Regions from separate parts of the Sus scrofa genome. Here region 2 is linked to region 1. A link is a contact called in public promoter capture Hi-C data. All regions are on one chromosome and are shown on one strand. The core of a region is the stretch at or near the end of the contact, and the rest is flanking DNA. Distances in the headings are between cores, read along the strand shown. Region 1 holds the start of SURF2 (surfeit locus protein 2). Region 2 holds the start of SARDH (sarcosine dehydrogenase).

The links. Promoter capture Hi-C pulls out the DNA fragments that hold promoters and counts their contacts.
Region 2: a promoter capture Hi-C map of liver shows a contact between it and region 1, with 5 times the contacts expected there. The contact joins the promoter of SARDH here to the promoter of SURF2 in region 1. A contact is called at or near these places in 2 of 5 promoter capture datasets (fetal skeletal muscle and liver) and 1 of 47 Hi-C or Micro-C datasets (liver).

What each region holds. Positions count from the first base shown.
Region 1 is chr1:272,968,656-272,972,082 of Sscrofa11.1, forward strand. SURF2 (surfeit locus protein 2) reads left to right here and starts at 1,867. Exons shown (of 6, transcript XM_021071137.1): 1 at 1,867-2,012; 2 at 2,098-2,252; 3 at 3,079-3,182. The coding sequence starts at 1,935. It overlaps LOC110256505 (surfeit locus protein 1), which reads right to left and starts at 1,861. Exons shown (of 9, transcript XM_021071119.1): 1 at 1,772-1,861; 2 at 1,601-1,652; 3 at 612-745; 4 at 445-527. The coding sequence starts at 1,816.
Region 2 is chr1:273,293,074-273,296,500 of Sscrofa11.1, forward strand. SARDH (sarcosine dehydrogenase) reads right to left here and starts at 1,548. Exons shown (of 21, transcript NM_001253922.1): 1 at 1,477-1,548; 2 at 1-300. The coding sequence starts at 287.

The DNA of each region.
Region 1 (3,427 bases), core at 617-3,116:
GCTGAGGCTCTGGTGTAGGCCAGCAGCTACAGATCCGCTTAGATCCCTAGCCTGGGAACCTCCATGTGCCGCGGGAGTGGCCCTAGAAATGGCAGAAAGACAAAAAATAAAAATTAAAAAAATTAAAATGAGGGGACAGGGCTGTAGACTCACTGGGCACTTTTTCAAAGTACTTCTCCTGTCAAGAGATACGTGTACCCTAGCGCTGGCTAAGAATGACTGCTATAGAGGCCATCCTCGAGGGACCCTTGCTGCACAGGGCATGGAAAAAAAGGTGAATCCCAGGTTCAAAAATTTTCCTGTGTATGTCAGGCAGTGTCACAAGGGCAGTCGAGTGACAACAGGAAGCCTAGCAGGCCCACTGATGTGAGAGCTCCCATCAGGGTCAGGAAGGCATGTGACCTCCGGCCAGCGCAGCCCTGGTGGGCAGCCACATACACTCACTCTGCGGGCAGCGGGATGGGCTCAGCCATAATCCTGGACTCCAGTTCGGCGATCAGCTTTAGCTTCCACTTCCGACGCTGGACCTACACAGACACAGAGCATTAGCTCGAGCGGGTGGCAGCAGGGTCAAGGGCTCAGGGCCAGGAGAGCCAGAGGTCAGGCTTTACCTGCCATGTCCCCAGGCCAAAGGCAGTCCCAGGAATGAGGAGTAGAAACCACTGGAGAAAGGCATCATCGTGCGCTTTTGCGGCAGTCGCTTCAGCTGAAGAGCTGCCACTCCTGCTGGGCCTCCAGGCCAGCCCTAGGAGATGTCACAACATGGGCATGGGGCTAGAGGCCTGGGACAAAGAAGTGGAGGCTCCGAGTTCTCAAAACTGCCACTATTGCCAAAGAGAACATGGGCCGGGAGGAGGGCACAGGCCACCGTGTGCAGTCAGGAGCCAACCAGCAGCCCAGCCCTGCCCCTACCCAGTACCCGGGCCTTGACCCCCACTCAGCGGACGTTCACTGACGAGGAGATCTAGCATTCAGTCCTGGCTCTGCCACCAACCATGACCCTGACCGATTCACATAACCAACCCGTGCCTTTCGCACAAGAACCCGCTAAGATGCATCCTATCACGCCGACCACACAGGTCCACCAGCCACAGTGCTCTGAAGAGAGCGTGAAACACTCAGGACAGTGGTTTACAGAGCTCTCAGCATTTAAACCTCGAAAAAGGTACACAGAAAGTGCCTTTAGACACTCAGCGGGCGAGTGCCGTCAACGGAAAGCATCATGGGTTTGGGGCCGCTAAACAAGCTGGTCTGGAGCAGGCTTGCGACCTTTAAATGTGCACCGCACTCCACACACACACACACACGATTGCCCTTTGCTGTACCCGGGAGGCAACGTGCAAACCGTCGCGACTGGTTGTGCTTTTCTTCAGGATCCCGGACGGTTTCAGCCTTGGGCTGGCCCCGCATTAGTCCGAGGAGGTGTCTGGGCAACTACCGCACGTCTTCCGCCGAGGGCGTCGGACTGCCGCATGGGACGGGCCGGCGCGTGGCCAGGGCCTGTCCCCGAGGCGCAGGAGGCAGTTCCAGGGTTCATCGTGACCCCATGACCCCTGGCAAAGTGCAGGGCAGCTTTCCCAGGTGCCAAACGACTCCTCACCTGGGCGCGAGATGACCCCAAGGACGCTCCTCCCGACGGCGCGGGCCGGGGCCTGCGGAGACGCGAGGGGCCGGCTGAGCTCGTCCAGTCCGGGCGCGCCCCCCAGCCGGGCCGCCCCCCGCCCGGGCTCCCCGCCCCGCTCACCCGCCCCGCGCCCGCGGCGCGGAGCACCTGCGCCAGCCCCGCCGCACGCAGCCCCAGCCACCGCGCCGCCATCGCCCCGCGCGCGCGCGCTTCCGGCGCCCGGAGGCGTCTGCTTCCGGGGCCCGCCCGGCCCCGCCCCCGGCCCACGTGGTCCAGCGGCGCTCAGCTGCGGGTCCGCGCGCGTGGGACCATGAGCGAGCCGCCGGCCGAAGTGGTCGCCTTCCTGCGCGAGCACCCGAGTCTGCGGCTGGAGCCCGGCGCCCTCAAGGTGGGCGGCGGGATCGGGACCCCCAGACCGCCCCCGGGACCCCGGCTGCCCGGCCTCCCTGACCGCCCCGCTCTCCCGCCGGCAGGTGAGGTGCGCTCTGACGGGTCATGAGCTGCCTTGCCGCCTGCCCGAGCTCCAAGTCTACACCCGCGGCAAGAAGTACCGGCGGCTGGTGCGTGCCTCCCCGGCCTTCGACTACGCCGAGTTCGAGCCGCACATCGTGCCCAGCACCAAGAACCCGTACGAGCCGGAGGCGGGGCGGGCCCTGCCCGGGAGGCCCGGGGTGGGACAGTTCCTAGTGCTGAGTCTGGCTAGGGCCGGGTAGACTCCGCAGCCCCGACCCCTCCCCGCTAGGTGGGCGCTCCTCTAAGACGCCACCAGTTCCGCGGCGCCCACCCTCCCTTGAGTTAGGGCCCCCGAGATCCAGGTGGGAATCCTGGAGCTGGGCGTCACCTGGGACCTCAGGCGAGGCCCGGTCCCCGTGCATGTTTGCTTTTTTGTAAAGATGAGGTTTGTCTCCTGGGCCTCTTTGCTTCATAGAGGGTTGGAGCGCTTGTGCTTTGTCACCTGAGGTTCGAACGCTGGCATTTTATCTTTAGTTGAAAAGAACTTTGATTTAGCTGAGAGCACCCGGTGGACAATACTAGTCTTAATGAAGAGGGCGCTGGCAGATGCTCCCACTGTCGCACACCTTCCCAGGCTATCACCAGCGCACCTCTCTCATGCTGGAGCAGTCTGGAGAGGCTGGCTCCGCCTATTGAGAGGCCACTGTCTGGGGGAGGGGTTCCCCCCCAGTTCAGAGTACAAGTGCTTGGAAGCTCTATAAGAGTCCCAAAGTTCCCTGGTGGCCTCACGGTTAAGGCTCTGGCATTGTCACTGCTGTGGCATGGCTGCAATCCCTAGGTCAGGAATTTCGCCATGCCGTGGGTGCAGCCAAAAAAAAAAGACTCCCAGTGCCCAAGCCACATGGTAGACCTCCCCCGCTCAGACTCTCCGGGGTGATTCTAAGAGCAGCCACAGTAGACAGCCACTGGTCTGGAACCTCGCTTGTGAAATGTCCCCTCAGGCACCAGCTGTTCTGCAAACTCACCCTGCGGCACATCAACAAGGCCCCAGAGCATGTGCTGAGGCACACCCGGGGCCGACGGTACCAGAGGGCGCTGCAGAAATGTAAGTAGCCGAAGGGGGGACACAGCCCGCCAGCCTCCCCCCCGGACCAGCTCCCTAGAAGGCGGCAGCAGCAGCGTGGTCATCCTTCAGTGGTAGTGGTAGATGCACCGGGCTGGGTTGCAGCACCGGGAAGAGGTGGGCAACAGTAGAGACGGGGTCGAGCCAGAAGCCGACTCCAGAGGAACGCGGGTCATGCAAAGCCCTGTGAAGAGAATGGCGCAGAGCAACGTGGGGTGGGCCTGCCT
Region 2 (3,427 bases), core at 298-2,797, 320 kb after region 1:
AGCAGCAGCGCCCCGCTCACGCCCAGCTTGGCCAGGTGGTAGAGGGTCTGGCAGCCCAAGCTGCCCCCGCCGATGACCACCACGCTGGCCGCGCGGGGCAGGGGCTGGCTCAGGCCCTGGGCCTCCGCTGAGGGCTGCTGAGCCTCTTTCAGGGTCCGCTGGTACGGCACGCTCTTCTCGGTGGTGGGGCCGGTCCCGCCAGTCCGGGGACGTGGCCCCAGGCCCTGGGCAGGGTTCCGGTGAGGACAGGTGGCGGCCAGACGCAGGGCTCGGCTCAGAGAAGCCATGGGGACTCGGCTCCTGCTGGGGAAAGAGTCGGCCGCAGAGGGCCACAGTGGGTGCTCTGTCAAGTAGGAGCCCAGGGCACAGTGCCCCCATGCTGTCCTCTGTCCCCTGCCTCCTACAGCACGTGTCCAGCCCATGGGCACCGAGGGCCTCACACGCCCCAGACTCTGGCCAGGACCCTGGAGACCACAGTGAGGACCAGGAGGGGGCGGGGTGTGTACACGGCAGGGGCGGGGTCGCAGGGCAGGTGGCGGGAGCTCTGAGGCGGGGACAACCAGCCTTCTGGTGTATCCAACACGCCCTCTGGGAAAACTCCCAGACAGAAGTTACCTCTGCCTCGTTGGCCCCAGAGCCCTTTGGGACCCAAGACAGAAGGTGAGAGAGGCAGGGGGTCTGGGCCTCCGGCTCCCTCGGGCCATCTCAGAATCCAAGTCGGGGCTCAGGGGATGGGTAACCAGCCTCCCTCCTCCTCAGTGACCTCCCAGCAGCCTGCAGGGCTCACTGCGCATCCCTCCTCCTCCAGGAAGCCCTCCAGACTTACCCAACCCAAACCTCACAATTACAAGAAGACTGGGACAGGGGAAGGACACCTCGGAGAGGCTCCTGGGCCCATGTGGGGGGTCAGCAGGAAAAGTAAGGTTTGGCTGCAGTGGGGGAACTGATGCAGGTGGTGCAGCTGCGTTCACAGCCGAGCTTGGCATCAATCAGCCAATTAACCAGGAAAGTCCTCCTCCATTTCCGTGCCACACGGCAGGCGGGTTCCCTCTGCTCTGAAGTCAAGGTGGCTATATTGTCCCCATTTCACGGAGGGGGGAGACTGAGGCCCAAGGAGGCGCCCCCAGGTGACCAAGGTCACAGGGCCACCGTGTGGCCGAGGCAGCAGGCCCTCCTGCCCGCTTCTGACCCCTCGGTCCACAGATGTCACGGGGCCTGGTCTGGGGGAGGGACCCACTGCCACACCCTTTCCCACCCTCCCCAGGGAGTGCCGCCCCTCCTGCAGGTCACAGTGGGGACCCTCCCCTGCCAGGGGGTGGGGGCAGGGAGAGGTGATTTCAGAGGCTTCAGGGCCGGGGGCTTGGAGGCTGGGGCAGGCAGCCCAGTCCCTGTGTCACTTCTGACAGCCCATCTGCCTTTCGACGGCAGAGGTGCCCTGAGCACCCCTGTGCACCCCTGGCCCGCGCCTGCACTCACCTTTCGCCGTTGGGGCGCCTCAGTCTTCCAGAGCCCCGAGAGCGCTGTTCTGCTGGCAGAAAGTCGGGCTCATGTGCTTGCGCAGGCGAGACTCTGCCCAAGGCTGGAACCCGCCCCTGGCCCAGCCTCCTGGTTCCCTCCCACTGCTCTGCTGGCCCCGGCATTCCCCGCCCCCCTGCCCTCCACCCCCACCCCCGCCCTGCCCTGAGCTGGGGATGGGGGCTGGCATGGGGGCTGCCCAGTGCCCTCCGTCAGGCCAGGAGACCTGCTGCCACATCAACCTGCTCTCCTTCACCCTCCCCCACCCCCGAGTCAGCAGGCTGGCCGCTCATTACCAAGGTTTGGGTCAGACGCACGGGGTGGGGCCTCGAGCTGTTTAGGGTGGGGACGGGGTGGGGGTGGAAGGTGCCCAGGCCAAGGCACCTCCCACAGAGGGCCTCACAAGTTGGGCCCACCCAGCCCGAGGCAGAAGTCCCCGCCAGCTCCTGGCCTGTCCCAACCCCAGCCCAGGGAAGGTCCCGGCCCTGCTCCGAAGGGTGTACCTGCAGCCGCAACAGCACTCCTGGGCCCAAGCAGCCTGCCAGCGCTGTCTCCTCCTTCCTTCCCAGCAGGAACCCTCCCCTCCCCCACTCCTACCCCCGCCGCCCCTGGCCGAGCTGCCAGCCCCTGTCCCGCCTACCGCCTGGCAGGCCAGGGAGGCAGCCAAGCAGGTCCTTCTTTTCTTTCTTTTTTTTTTTTTTTTTTTTTTTTTTTTGTCCTTTTGCTATTTCTTTGGGCCGCTCCCGCAGCATATGGAGGTTCCCAGGCTAGGGGTTGAATCGGAGCTGTAGCCGCTGGCCTACGCCAGAGCCACAGCAACGCGGGATCCGAGACGCGTCTGCAACCTACACCACAGCTCACGGCAACGCCGGATTGTTAACCCGCTGAGCAAGGGCAGGGACCGAACCCGCAACCTCATGGTTCCTAGTCGGATTCGTTAACCACTGCGCCACGACGGGAACTCCCAAGCAGGTCCTTCTGAGGGCAGCAGAGCAGGGCTGCAAACCCTGAGACCTTATTAAGCCTGGTGACAGGATAGGTGACCCCACCTCTTCATCTCTAGAATGGGGTTACAGGGTCACTGCAGGTGAACAGTGCCTGCCATGCTCCCCAGGCCAGACAGGCACTTAGCACAGCAGGTGGGCAGGAAGTGCTGGGCAAGCAGCAGCGTGGTGCCAGGGCCAGGCTCCTTGCAGGGGTGATCCAGGGCCGTGGGATGGACCAGCCTCGGCTACGGGCGCCCCCACCCCAACTCCGCCCCTGCCCAACACCCGTCCAGGGAAGGGGCTCTGGCTGCCCTGGGAGGCAGGTCTGGGCCTCTGGGTTGCTCTCACTGCCCCTAACCTGTCTGTACCCCTGCACCCTGCCCTCCTGAGCTCCCAGATCCTTGTGACCCTGGCGGGACGTCTGTGAGCCTCTGACCTTCCCAGCCTCCCAGGGCAGGGACACCTGCCTCCATTTGACTGTCGGGGGCCCCAGGGCCCAGAGAAGGGAGCCCGCTGGCCTCGGGTCACACAGCAAGCTACTGGGGAGTTGGACCAGAAGCCTGCTGTCTGCTTCTGGGTCTGGGGCACCTGGTCTGTGCGCAGGCAGAAGATGCCAGGCGGAAATCTAGAAAGAATAAGCACACCCACACCTGGATGTACAAAGACTCAGAGCAGGTGCTGATAGAAAACAGGACCTCTGGGAGCTCCCGCTGTGGCACAGCAGGTAAAGGACCCAGCACTGCCACAGCTGCGGTGTAGGTTGCATAACATAACATAACATAACATACATGAAATAGGGCCTCCTCTTCCTGCCTGACTAAAGAAAGTATCATTTAAATTACGGTCAGTGAACAACACAGCAATGCCAGCTGCTGGTACAGGGAGTGACCCAGGAGCAGTACTACAATTATACAGGCAAATATTTG